Regions from separate parts of the Mus musculus genome. Here region 2 is linked to region 1. A link is a contact called in public promoter capture Hi-C data. All regions are on one chromosome and are shown on one strand. Each heading gives the region's core, a stretch centred on a gene start, on an enhancer-like site or on the middle of the called end of the contact. The rest is flanking DNA. Distances are from core to core; before and after follow the strand shown. Region 1 holds the start of Notch3 (notch 3). Region 2 holds the start of Cyp4f39 (cytochrome P450, family 4, subfamily f, polypeptide 39).

Region 1 (7,030 bases), core at 2,573-5,072:
CTGAGCCAGGGCCATGAAAAGTGCAGGCCTGCTGGTTGAAGATAGTTTGATACAGGATAAAGAGCCATATCTTTAAGAAATATGGCTTGTGCTAGACCCAGTGATCCGAGTTTAATTCCCAGAACCCACATAGTAGAGAGAACTGACTTTCAAGCTGCCCTCTGACCCCGATACCCGTGTGGCAAATGCATACCATCACATAAACATGCACAAAGGAAGTAAAATGCAATTTTGTTTTATTACTAATGTTGATCATGTGTGTGTCTGGGTATGGGCTTATGCATGTGAGTGCAATTGTCTTTGGAGACAAGAAGTTCAAATACCCTAGAGCTGGAGCTACTGGTAGTTGTAAGAAGTTCTGGGAATCCAACTCAGGTCCTCTGCAGGAACACTAGGTGTTCTTAACCCTGAGTCATTTCTCCAGTGCCAATAAGATGTAATAATTTTTTTTCAAAACAGGATCTGTAACTTTGATTTTCCTAGAATTGGCTCTGTAGACCAGGCTGGCCTCTCCTACTGAGTGCTGGGATTAAAGGTGTGTACCACCACTGCTGGGCATAATTTTTTTTTACAATGGGGGTTGTACAACAGGATGGGGTGGGGCTTGGATTTCCTCCTGGGCTTATAGCAGAGGAGGAACTTGAGCTGCACCTGCCCAAGCTGATTAAAGAGACATAGTTGAGTCGGTTGACAGATAGCTGACTCAGCACATTGCAGTGACTCAGCCTACCTCCTTCTTACGCAACATTTTTTTTTCTTTGTCCAACCTTTACTCCTTCCTTATTTCTCCCCTGCAATACACAGGGCCAGGAGTCTCCTAGACCCCAGTTCAAATCTGAGCTCTAAATGCCTACACAGTGAGTTCCAGGCCACTCAAGGGTACATACTGAGACCTTGTCTCAACATACACCCTCATAAAAAGAGAAGACAGCCACAGGATTCTATTTATATGGAATACTATACTGAGGGCTGAGAGAGATGGCACACAGCCAAGCCTGATGACTTGAGTTTGATTCCAAACCCACGTGGTAGAGGGGAAGAACTGACTCCTACAAGTGGTCCTCTGACCCCCGCACAGATGCTGTGCATGCCCCACAACCCTAGGAACAAATACAATCATAGAAAATAAATGTCCAGAGCAAGCAAAGCCACAAATGCAGGGAGCTGGTGGCAGGGATATTAACAAGATCCCTTTTCCAGGATAATGGAATGTCTTGGAGCTAGAGAGGTCATAACTGAGAATATATTAAGTGGCACTGAATTGCAAACATCAAAATCTCAAATATGTACATTTATATAATATAAATTATACCTCAACTTAAAAATAATCAAGAATCAGGTGTGGTGGTGCACAGTGCATGAGCATAGGAGACCTCAAAAATGGCCCCACAGTGACACACTTCCTCAAACCAACAAGGCCACATCTCCTAATGGTGCCACTCCTTATGAACCAAACACTCAAATACATGAATAGGAAGCTATTCCTATTCAAGCCACCACACTGCGCTTGGCAGCACATGCCTACAGTCTCAGTATTAGGGAGTTGGAGGTATATTCAAGATCTCAAGGTCAGTCCGGACTACACTGTGAGTTCAAGGGGAGTCCGAGCTGCATTCAAAGACCCTGTGTCAAAACAAGGGGAGTGGCTGATTTGGTAGAGTAGTTGGTCAACATGCTCAAGGCCCTAGGCATCATCACAGCACTGCAAAATAAATAAACAGAATATTGAGATAAGAGGAAGAAAACGTCACCAACTCAGCCTAAGCCGTGAAAGTTTAATACCACCGATACTAGGAAAAGATGGCAGGTACCCTGATAATATGCCCTGGGAAGGATACGGGGATTCTGCCAAAGACGCATAAAGTTAATCTTGTAGAACTCGCAGGTCATTGCAGGTCCAAGAGGCACTCTTTCAAACAACTGACCTCAAACTAAGGCTGAGGTGAAGATCTGGGATCCAGTCTTCGGTCCACAAAGAAGCTATAAGGGATGTTATTCGGAATAACCATAAAACTTTGAGTAGAAACTTGGGTGAGGACTGGAGATGTGGTTACATGGTAGAGTGTCTCCCTTACACACTGGAAACCCCAGGTTCTGGCCCCAGCATCACAAAAATCAGGCATGGAAGCTCATACCCTTAATCCTAGCACTGGGAGGCAAAGCCAGGAAGACTGGGACTTCTAGGTCATTCTGGTTTCAGTAAGTTCAAGGCCAGTCTGGGTTGCACGAGACTCTGCCTGAAAAGGAGAAGCCCCCAAAGTAGGACAACAACGAAGTGGGCCTGAAAGACTGTTCAGTTGTTAAGAGAGCAGCAGCAGCAGCAGGAGGATCTGATTTCAGATTCCAGTTGTCTCATGTAACAAGCTGGCTATTCCACAAATGACCATAACTCCAGCTTTGAGGGGTGCAGTGCCTTCCCTGGTCTCTGCATATGCAGGTACTCACACTAGTGCACACACACACACACACACACACACACACACACACACACACACACACAGAGAAACACACACACACAAATAAATCTTTAAAAAGTGTATCCGTGACTGTCCTGGAATTTGCTAGGTAGACCAGGCTGGCTTTGAATTCACAGATCTATCTGCCTTTGCCTCTGGAGACCGTGTGAACCATGACATCTTCCCCAATTAACAAAAATACACTTATTTATTATGTAGCCAGTTGGGGGGGGGGGCGCGGCAGGGAGGGGAGATGGGCCCTCTACAATGTAGAGATCAGAGGACAACTTGTGGAAGTTGTTCTCTCCTCCCACTACAGGAGTGTCTGTGTATGCCCTTCCAGGATTATATGGGTCCTCTGTTTCAGTCCTTTGGTCTCCTAGTGATGGAGATGTTCAAGAACGGCACCCTTCACCCGACTCCTGAGATTTCCCCTGAATGCACCTCTAGAGCTTCCATTCTCACTTCACACAGAGGGAGTGTTCAGAGCCTTTGCAGGTCTCCTGGATGTAAAACTCAGTGAATGGCAACGAAATGATAGGCCTCATGGTAAAACCATGTAGAGTGTGGGATGTGCTAGGAGCTGGTGTGGATTTTTTTTACAAAGTATTTTATCTTATTTCTTGCGCACATAAGCGTGTGTGTGTGTGTGTGTGTGTGTGTGTGTGCGCGCGCGTGCGTGCAAGCATTCGAGCACAGTGTGTGTAGGAGTGCATGTGTATCACGGGGTACATGTGGCAGTCAGAAGACAATGTATGTGTTGGTTTTTTTATTTTAGCATGGGAGGCCCAGGAATTGAACTCGGGTGTCTGTGATTGGCAGCAAGCACCTTTCCCTCTTCGGTAGACCTTTGTGATCTTCACATTGTAGGAGAGCTGCACACAGGTACATGAGACTCATATCCACGAAACCCCTGGCCAGATTGTAAATGCTGCCCGCCCGGGTTTGTGGCGCAGTTGGAGCCTGAGTTTTGAGGTGATTGATGTTTAGTGTCCCCATGAAACTTCTATATGGTTTGCATGGGTGCGGCTACTTTTGTTCATTGGCCTCTCTACACCCAGGTTTAGAGGGTTTGGAGTCAGGGGTGTTTGCGTTTGTGTCATGACTGTGTGTGTGAGCCCTGGCTTTGGTTGTGTGCTGGAGGATAAGGATGGATGTGCTCACGAGCTGGATACCTGTCACGTCACGCAGGTTAAGCCCGCATCTCTTGTGGCAGACCTGAGTGTACCGAGGTCTGCAAGTCCCAGGCTTGGCGGGTAGAAGGGTCGGACCCCAGGAGGCCGGGCAGGGGGCGGGGGCGCTCAGAGCCGGCCCCGGGGCGGGGCGAGCCGCCCAGGCCTGGGGGCGGGGCAGCCCGACAGCCTCACTTCGGCGAAGTTGGCGGCGCGGAGGCTGGCCCGGGACGTGCCCGGAGCCCTGGGAAAGAGGGAGGAGGGAGGAGGGAGGGTCGTGGCCGGCCGCCATGGGGCTGGGGGCCCGGGGCCGCCGCCGCCGTCGTCGCCTGATGGCCTTGCCACCGCCACCACCGCCCATGCGGGCGCTGCCCCTGCTGCTGCTGCTAGCGGGGCTGGGGGCTGCAGGTGAGGGATCAGGGACTCGGAGGGTGGGACTGGGGTTGCAGGGGCGGGGAAGCAAAAAAAAAAAAGTATATATATATATATATATATTCTCCTAAGTTTGGAATTTAGAGGACCTGCCCCCCCAGGATTAAAGCCGGGGCAGAGATGCAGCAGCTGGGGGTGTGTATCAGTCATGGGGTTCGCACAGATTCATGATGGGAAGGCAGGATCCTAGAGGCCCAAGGAATCGAGACCCTTGAATGAATCAAGAGTCCAAGAGTAGGAGCTGGAGTTGTGGGAATCTGGGGCTGAAATTCGGAAGCGAGGTGTACCAAAAGTTTCAGGCTCACCCCATCCTACTTCTGCCTGGAGTCCTGGGAAGGTTAGGATGGGGGCTCAAGGACCCCCCAAGGCCTAGGACCCCTTGCACAAAAGCGCCTCCCCTATCCCGGGCGGGCCGTGAAGGGGGGGGGGGGACAAGGAGGGGGCGCGGAGTTCTCGGAGCTCTGAACTCGGAGAAAACGTCTCATGTTGGAGAGCTGCAAGACCCGGCGCTGGAGCGCGAGAAGCAGGAGCTGGAGCCCTTGCGAAGCCCGCGCCCCCTCCCCCGCGTGCCGCCCGATCCCTCTTCAGGCCGCCGGGATCCCGTAGTCTCGGGACCCCGTCTCTGTGCCGGGAGGAGAAGGGGCGAGGTCCACGTGCTCATCTCCAGCTTCTGGGCCCCCATCCCTGTGGCCGCAGCCCCTCCCCAGCATGCCTGGGCCCCCCTCCCCTCTTCCTCCACTCTGAGCTCCCCTCCCCCGCTCGGGACAATGGCTTCGCCGTCTAGACACCCCCTCCCCCCGGCCGGCCTCACGCTTTCTTTGCCAGACAAAGCGGGACCCACGAAGGGCCAGAGCGGGGACTGAGGGGGCGCCCCCACCCCTGCCCCGGGAGGCCTGATCAGCGGGGGAGGGGCATAGGCAGTTGGCTGTGGCCAGGGGTTCTAGGGCTCCTATGGTGGGACTCAGTGCTGGGCCGGGTGAGAGTTGCATAGAGAGTGGCTTAGCCTCTAGGCTCTACTAGGCAGGACTGGGCAGGAGCCACCGCCCCCGCGGGGCCAGTGCAGACTCATGGCCTGTCACACATAGAAAGGGAAAAAAATGCATGTGCACAGGTTTAGTACAGCCATAGATGCACACTTGGCACACACAAGACACACCTATGTGTTTGCTGCTCACATGTTGATGTGCATTCAGGCATAGGTCACCCAAGACCTGCTAGGCATTCATGTTCAAGGTCACATTTATAGCTGCCAATCCATGACCCAGACAAGCACACCAGTGGCCACACAGCTGTATGCTTGAATACTGCTGTTCATATAGATGGATGCACAGTGCATGCAGCTCGTGTGCACATGGTGTACAAGGCTATGCTGTTTGAAGATACCAGCATGGTACCAAGCACATGCACTATTAGTCACTATTAGTAATATAGTGGCCTAATACACAGACTGTCACACAAACTCACAGGCATATGTACACACACACACACACACACACAGAGCTCACATGGTTGTGTTCTCCCCCCCCCCCATACAGCTTCTAGTGTGATGTCACAAAATTGAATAGGTCCTTCATTCTTAACTCATCCTTTTACTGTCTCTGTTTTTTTTTTTTTTTTTTTTTTTTTTTTTTTTTTGGTTGGTTTCTCCTTTCAGTTTCTGTCTGTCCCTATTTCTCAATTCTCCCCCAATCTCCTTTCCTTCTCTCTCTGAGGAACAAAACTTCTACAGGGGCCCACACCTGTCTGAGCACATAATTCTCCACCAGCTCAGACCTGGCCACACCTCTCACCATCTGGCAAGACTGCCACACCCAAAGTGGGATACAACCCTGAGGGATGGGGACACTGGACAGGGCAGCACATATCTTGCACCAGTTCTCTCCCTTACACTCCATAGCCTATCCATCTAGTACCCAAAACCACCTCTCTATGGCTGCTGTTGGTTCCTCCTAGGTGTACGCTTTGCCTACTCTTTCAAGAGCTAGCAGGGACTACAGTAGACACAGGCTCAACACTGCCTGCCTTCTCCATCTACCCAAGACATGGGCTTGAAGCTGCAGATCCCCTTTAACACTCAGCATCTTTACTTCCTACTCTGTGCCTTTTCTCTGTTGTGCACATCCTAGTCAAGGCAACTTCCTGAGCCCACACATCTGGCACAAGTCAACTCCTCCTTCTCACCCCTGCCTTGTGGTTCCCAGGGCTTGAGCTGGCAGGGACAGCTGCAGCCCCAACAGCTGGGGCTGGGGTGGGGGGCCGTGGGAACTGTAGATAGGGGGCCTCTTAGTACCCACACAGATACCCTCCTAGCCCAGTGCAGCTGTTGCCTGGCAGACAGGAGGGGAGGGTCTGATTTGGGGTTCTGTGTGCCTGTCTGACCTCCCCACCTTCTTTTGCCCCCACACAGCACCCCCTTGTCTGGATGGAAGCCCATGTGCAAATGGAGGTCGGTGCACCCACCAGCAGCCCTCCCTGGAGGCTGCTTGCCTGTGAGTGTCTGGCCCAGCGCCATCAGTGGGCCCTGTGTGGGGAGGGAATAGGTCCTCTGCCTCTGAGTCTCCTGGGGGATGCTGGTATCACTTCCTCCATGTGTGTGGCTTCGGTAACCTCTTGTGTTTCCCCATAGGGAATCAGACAGCTTTAAGAGCAGAAGCTCTGGTGTCTCTCTGGCTTGGGTTCAAATCCCGCATCATCTTGCTAAGTGTCTGAGACTTAACCAGTTCGTTAAGTCACAGTGCTCTGGAATAAAAGATTGATTTCCAAGGCCAATGACAGTGGCTTGACAGTGACAAGGACGTCCATGCCCTCCCATATGTCAGAATACAGGAGGCACCCAGGAGACCTATTTTAGAGCCCTGTTTTATTTTGTTCTAGTTTGTATGACCTTTGGTTAGTCATTTCTCTTTTCTGAACCTCACGGCATCTGTGAAGCAGGAGTGCTTTCCCTGGCCTGTGACTGTGCAGGAAGGG
Region 2 (7,215 bases), core at 4,183-6,682, 290 kb before region 1:
ACATCAGGCACAAAGGCCACACACATCATCTGTGACCCTAGAAATGAAAAATGTTCAGAGTACAAACAGCCACAGGAATAGAGAGCAGATTAGTGAGTGCTGGGGTCAGGGGAGAGGAGTGGCGAGCGACTGTTGATGGGTATGAGGTCTCCTTTTGGAGCCTTGAAGAGCTGGTGGGTGCCCACCATTTTTGAAGGTACTTAAGGGATAGAGAGATGGTTCAGCAGTTAAGAGCACTGACTGCTCTTCCAGAGGTCCTGAAGTCAATTCCCAGCAACCACATGGTGGCTCACAACCATCTGTAATGGGACCTGATGCCCTCTTCTGGTGTGTCTGAGGACAGCTACAATGTACTCATATAAATAATATAAATAAATCTTTTTTTAAAGGTACTTAAATCAAACATATGTAACCTGTGCACTGTAAGAGTTGTTTCAGTGGAGGAATACAGCTAAGTAGTAGAGTGTGAGCAGAGTATGCACAAGAACATGACAGTGTGTGCCAGAGCATGACAGTGTGTACCAGGGCATGACAGTGTGTTATCATGGCATGACAGTGTGTGCCAGGGTATGACAGTGTGTGCCAGGGTATGCCAGTGTGTGTCAGGGCATGACAGTGTGTGTCAGGGCATGACTGACAGTGTGTTATCAGGGCATGACAGTGTGTGTCAGGGCATGACAATGTGTGTCAGGGCATGACAGTGTGTCAGGGCAAGACAGTGTGTTATAAGGGCATGACATTGTCTTATCAGGGCATGACAGTGTGTGCCAGGGCATGACAGTGTGTGTCAGGGCAAGACAGTGTGTTATCAGGGCATGACAGTGTCTTTTCAGGGCATGACAGTGTGTGCCAGGGCATGACAGTGTATGCCAAGGCATGACAGTGTGTGTCAGGGCATGACTGACAGTGTGTTATCAGGGCACAACAATGTGTGTCAGGGCATGACAGTGTGTTATCATGGCATGACAGTGTGTATCAGGACATGACAGTGTGTTATCAGGGCATGACAGTGTGTGCCAGGGCATGACATTGTGTGCCAGGGCATGACAGTGTGTGCCAGGGCATGACAGTGTGTCCCAGGGCATGACAGTGTGTATAAGAACATGACAGTGTGTGCCAGGGCATGAATGTGTGCAAGAACATGACAGTGTGTGCCAGGGCATGACAATGTGTGCAAGAACATGACAGTGTGTGTCAAGGCATGAGAGTGTGTGCAAGGCCATGGATTCTGTCCTTAACAAAATAGTTAATTTTATAGTAAGTAGCTAAGCCTCAATAAAAAAATGCACATATGGGTCCCAAAAGATCGTTCAGTGGGTAAAAGTGTTTGCCACATATGCCTGATGACTTCAGTTCAATGCCAGGAACCCAGATTAAAAACATATACTGTTCTTCCAGAGGACTAGAGTTCAGTTCCCAGCACCCATAGTGGGGTCTCCCAGGTGCCTCCGACTCCAGCTCCAGAGGACCTGACACTCTTTCCTGCCCTCCACGGGTACCTACACTCATGTGCACAACCACACATATATATATGTTTGCACAAATCGTTACAAATATAAAAGAGTAGCAACAACACAATAGCCAGGTGTGGTGGTGCAGGCTGCAATCCCAGCATTTGGGAGGCCAAGGTAGGATGCAGGATGATCAAGAGTTTAAGGCCAGCATGAGCTATACAGTAAGACTGTTGTTTGGTTTGGTTTGGTTTTTAAGGCAATATTGATCCAACAAGAAGGCTCAGGCTCAGTATGAAAAGGTGTTTACCAACACACACCACACACACACACACACACACACACACACACTCTATAAATAAATGTAGTAAAATTTAAAATTTTGGGGCTGGGTATAGTGGTACACACTTTTAATCCCAGCCACTCAGAAGGCAGAGACAGGTAGATCTCTGTGAGTTCAAGGCTAGCCTGGTCTACAAAGGGAGTTCTAGAATAGCCAAAACTACATAGTGAGACCCTGAGAGAGAGAGAGAGAGAGAGAGAGAGAGAGAGAGAGAGAGAGAGAGAGAGAGAGAAACAACAACTGGATTTATCTCTTGAAGTTGTTGGGAATGGTTTTGGACTGAAATAGTGTCTTGCTGGGTGGTGGTGATGCACATCTTTAATCCCAACACTCAAGAGGCAAAGGCAGACAAATGACTGTGAATTTGAGGCCAGCCTAGTCTACAGAGCAAGTTCCAGGACAACCAAGGTTACACAAAAAGATACTCTGTCTCTGAGAAGTGGGGAGGGAGGGAGGGAGAAAAGGAGGAAGGGTGAGGGAGAGAGGAGGAGAAAAAAAGAAAAGAAAAAGGGAAAGGAAAAGGAAAGAAGAAAAGAAAAGAAAAGAAAAGAAAAGAAAAGAAAAGAAAAGAAAAGAAAAGAAAAGAAAAGAAAAGAAATAGTGTTTTATAGCCTAGGCTAGGACAAACTTTCTCAATAGCCCAGGCTGGCCTGGAACTCAAAATCCTCCTACCTCACTCAGCCTCTAAAGTGCTGGGATAACAGGCATAAACTGATGCCTACAGCTTATTAGTATTTTTGCAGAAGTAAAGGAAATGAGACTGAGCGTGTGCCTCAGTTAGTGGGGTGCTTGCCTAGTATGCAAGCTCTGTGTTTGATCTCCAGCATCACAGAACACTAGATGTGATGGCACTGCCTGTAATCCCAGCACCTGGGAGGTAGAGGCAGGTGAATCAGAAGGTCAAGGGCATCTTCAGCTACATAGTCAGTCTGAAGCCAGCCTGGGCTGCAAGAGACACTCTCTTAGCAAAATAAAAGTTGGAACAAATTTAAAGCAGCACCCTAAGAAGCCTGTGGAAGGCTAGCAGGGCCATTTCTTCCATGAACCAGACCCTACTGTCATCCCAGTCTGCCCCGGGAGTGCCTTAGCACTCCACCCCTTCTGCTTAGAACTGCCTTATCTGGCATCAGTGGTACCAACGACCAACCCTGCAGCCCAGCCCAGCCCACACCCAGGGAGCCTAGTTTGACTGGTTAGGCTGGTAAATTGCCAGTCAGGGACTTGTTATACAAGGTATGTGGGATCACAAAAAAGAACCCAGGATATGGATCCTGGCCAGTGCCAGGCACTGCATACTGCCTTTTCTTGAGGGTCAAGTATTGGCCAGGGAACATCCCAAAGTTGACACATCACCCCACAAAACAGCTCCCCTTTCCCAGCCTATCTGTTTCCTGTCCCAGCCTACCCTTTACTCTCAATATAAAATATCTACCTGCCCCTAGAGAGTCCTCCACATCAAAGGGCCACACTCCAGGTCTGGATTGAAAACAGCCCAAATTTCTGGAAATCTGAGGGAAAGCTCAGGGTCAGTTGTAACAACTGAGGATAGAGCCAAGTTGTAAAATCAAGTAGAGAAAAGCCCCATAAAAGCTTGAAACGGGGATGGAGAGATGGCTCAGCGGCTAAGAGCACTGACTGCTCTTCCAAAGGTCCTGAGTTCAAATCCCAGCAACCACGTGGTGGCTCACAACCATCTGTAATGAGATCTGATGGCCTCTTCTGGTGTGTGTCTGAAGACAGCTACAGTGTACTTACATATAATAATAAATAAATCTTTAAAAAATGGGAAAAATAAAAACAGTTCAGTCTTTAAGAAAAAAAAAAAAAAGCTTGAAACGTGTATATTCTTTGTCCCATCCCAAAATAAGCACTGCCTTTAAAAGAAGTTTGAAGGCAGTGGCAACCTGGGACGTAATGACCTCTGCATACCATTGCAAACACGGCACACTTGGACCCAAGCCACAGAAGGGATTCCATAGTGCCCTCTCCCTGGTAACCGTGCCACTTGAGGCAAGTGTCCACACCTCTCTGAGCCCCAGTTGCTTCAGACAGGAATCATATTTCTCCACCTCACAGAGATATGATGACATATAGAATATATATGAGCCATCAAGATGGCTCAGTGGGTAAAAGTACCTACTGCCAAGCTGGACAACCTGGGTTCAGTCCCTGACACCCACGTGCTTGAAGGAGAGAACAGACTGCTGAAAGCTGTTCTGTAGCTTTCACTCTTGTGCTGACATACACAAACACAGACACAGACGCACACAAATTAAAAGCAAAAGTAAACAAAGAAAGTGCTTACTCATTCTCAGGTAGGGCCACCTGATGCTGTCAACATGTCCATCCTTGCTACCTAGACATCTGGGACTTACAGAATAAAGTCCAAGGCTAGTTGAATAGGAGAGATGAGGTCTCATTCTCTGAATGTTTCCCAGGTCATCCAAGCCCCTCTGTGGTTACCAACTCTGGTCACCGCCAAGACATGAGCCCATAGCTAATGTTACCTTTCGGAAACCCAAGCTGGGCTCTACAGAGATGTCGAGGCCATCAGAAAGTGGCCCAGGATTTTGAGGTCAGCCAGGGTTTGTTTGTTCCAATCCCAGCTTGCCCTCTGAATGTCTGTAATCCCCTGCTCCAGCCCTCATCTCCCCCCACAATCAAATCAGGGTCTGGGCAGGGATCTCAGGGGGTTTCATCTTCAAGGCACTTAGATGTTACAGGCTCTTGCTGGAGTCAGCTTCAAGACAGAGAAATTGGGAGGTGGGAGGGGAGGGAAAGAAGGCTTAACTGTGGGGTAATGAATGCACAATGAACTGTGGAGGTATATTAACCAATAAAGGGACTCTTGCCTATGCGGGAGCCAAAGGCAGCCTCTTCCTCCTTATCTCTCACTTCAAGCCAGAGATTTCCCCAAGTAGTGAGCCACAACCCTTTTCAGAGACCAAGGTGGCCAGCCCATCAATAGTTCTAAACCAGTCTGGGCCAGGCCCCTGAAACACCAGACAGCACTTACAGGACAAATCTTTGACTAACTTTCGGGGCTCATAGACAAAGGTAGAGAGGCTGGACCACTGTTTTATTTGCAAAGAAGGGAACTTGGAGATGCTGACACTTCTGTGGATGAGCACAGCATTCCTGACTGCGGCTGGACCACAACCAAAAGACCCATCGGCAAGATGGACAGCTTCAAATATGCTGAAAAAAAAAAACTTGTGTCCCAGAAATACACGCCCAGCTCAGGCTTTCTCTTCAAGACAATAAATACATCAACGACTCAGGCAAACCCTATAAGGAGGTGTCCCAGAACAGAAATCTCTAGCCAAAAAGTGCCCCCTCTCTTTCTACAACCCGCACTCAAAAAGAAGCGACTCCCGGGACACCAGAGCGCGCTCAGGAAATAAAAATGAGCATAATCCCAGCAACCTTTGGGGATACAGCAACATCTTGCTCCTGGTCACTCAACCTCATCACTGGTCGTGGGGTCCTGAAATTAGCTGTGCCCACTGATGTTCGCCCCGCCCCGCCCCGCTAAGGCCACAGTCGCTGGACCCACACACTCACCCGGGTCTCAGCCTGCCGCTCTCGATCCAGATCCGCTTCTTTGACAGTGCAGTCTGACAGCCCCAACCCTTTAAACCTGCCGGGCTGAGCCCCAGCCCTTTACAAGCTTCGGGCTGAGCGCTGAGCCCCGCCTCACAACTCCGGGGCCACGCCCATACTGGCAACGCCCCTGCCCGGTTGCTTGCAAGTCTGGCCCCCAAGATGCAAACCTGAGACAAGGAGGCTGAGACAGACAGAGAAAGAGAGAGCTTAACAGACAAAGAGGGAGGCGTGAAAATGCAGACAACTAAGAGCCTGACCCTTCCGACTCCCTGGTCTTGACTCCTATCAGAGCCTCATTTCCACTCTGGGTCACTCATCTCCAATACCAGAACGGGTTCCCAAGCTTGCACAGGACTTCCTGCACCATCACCTCCGAGACTCTCACTGTTCCACAGGAGTATTCTTTGGGGCCTCTCAAGAGTTCTCAGACTCCATCAGCCCCAGGGCGGAGGGCTACTTGTTTTTCCTGGAGCCTGCCCTACCTGCCCTCCTGGGCCGGATTCTGCAGCTGTTCCTTCAGTCCAAACAATCCCCTCAATCCACTGTCCCAGGACTTGGAAGCAGAAAAATCACAAATTCCAGCCCAGCCTGGACTACTTAAGGAAACCATAGATAGATAGATAGATAGATAGATAGATAGATAGATAGATAGATAGATAGATAGATAGATTAGATGGATGGACGGACAGACAGATAGAGGAGAGATAGAGTAATGAAGAAAAGGGGCTCTGGAGAACTGGGTCAGAGATGTAAAACACTTGTTCACAGCTGCTTGTATGTAATTCCAGTTCCAGGAGATTGAAGGAGCCAGAGGCTCTGCATCCATGTGTATACATCTTCACACAGGTGGATACACTACACATAATCAAAAATGATAAAAAAACAAATCTTTAAATAAGAATAATAAAATTTTTCTAAGGAAAAACAAAAAGAGGCCACCAGAGTTCAAGGTAAAAGCAATCACCACCGAGCATGACTCCCTGAGTTCATCCCTAGGACTCGTGATGGAAGGAGAGAACCAACTCCCACAAGATGTCCCTGACCTCTACAGGCCCACCACAGACCACTGTGACCCACACACTACCTTAGTGAATACAGAAATGACAGCTCACAACCATCTCCAATGCCAGTTCTAAGGGACCCAACAACATCTTCTGACCTGGAGGGCACCAGGCATGCACATGATGCTCATACAAACATACAGACAAAACACTCATGTACACAAAATAATGTAAATAATGTAGCTTAAATATATACAGTTTAAATGAACAGATGCAAAAATACAAGATGAGGGGAGGGTCTCCAGAAGCATTAGACTATTCAGGTCCCACCTCAACCAAACCCACCCATTCATAGGCACTTGACCTTGCAGCAGGATATTGTCCTTGGCCAGCCCATCTGCTTCAGAAGTATCCAGTCAGACCCACCCTTGAATGTGAGACAGACCATATGGCAGGGCTGAGCAGGCTGGTGGGTGGCAGGCAACTGACTTGGGTCGGTGGGCAGAGAAAGAAGAGAACAAATTTAAGAAGGTCCACTTGGCCTCCACTTCAAAGATTTCTTTCTGTCTTCAGTGACTCTGCCCTGGAAGGGTGGGGATTTGAGGTGAAGAACAAGAGACAGAAATAATTGAAGCTTTCCTGCATGGAAGCCACAGAAGGGAGGGCAGACTAGGTGGCCTGAAGCATGTGACATTCGAGCTAGGCCTGTGGGGAGGGAGAGGTTGAATTTCAACAGGCTTGCAAGAGGGGGTGGAGCTCAGACACAGAGAAACCAGAAGGTAGAGCCTGGCAGGTAGCTTTTCCAGGCCTTGGG

Evidence for each region. Capture Hi-C pulls out chosen DNA fragments and counts their contacts.
Region 2: a contact with region 1 is called in a promoter capture Hi-C map of liver. The contact joins the promoter of Cyp4f39 here to the promoter of Notch3 in region 1. A contact is called at or near these places in 2 of 39 promoter capture datasets (both in embryonic stem cells), 3 of 115 datasets of contacts at active chromatin or transcription factors (bone marrow-derived macrophages and embryonic stem cells) and 1 of 9 other capture datasets (liver).

The regions. Positions count from the first base shown.
Region 1 is chr17:32,163,682-32,170,711 of GRCm38.p6, reverse strand. It overlaps Notch3 (notch 3), which reads left to right and starts at 3,822. Exons shown (of 33, transcript NM_008716.3): 1 at 3,822-4,036; 2 at 6,468-6,549. The coding sequence starts at 3,919.
Region 2 is chr17:32,450,940-32,458,154 of GRCm38.p6, reverse strand. It overlaps Cyp4f39 (cytochrome P450, family 4, subfamily f, polypeptide 39), which reads right to left and starts at 5,432. Exons shown (of 14, transcript NM_177307.3): 1 at 5,359-5,432.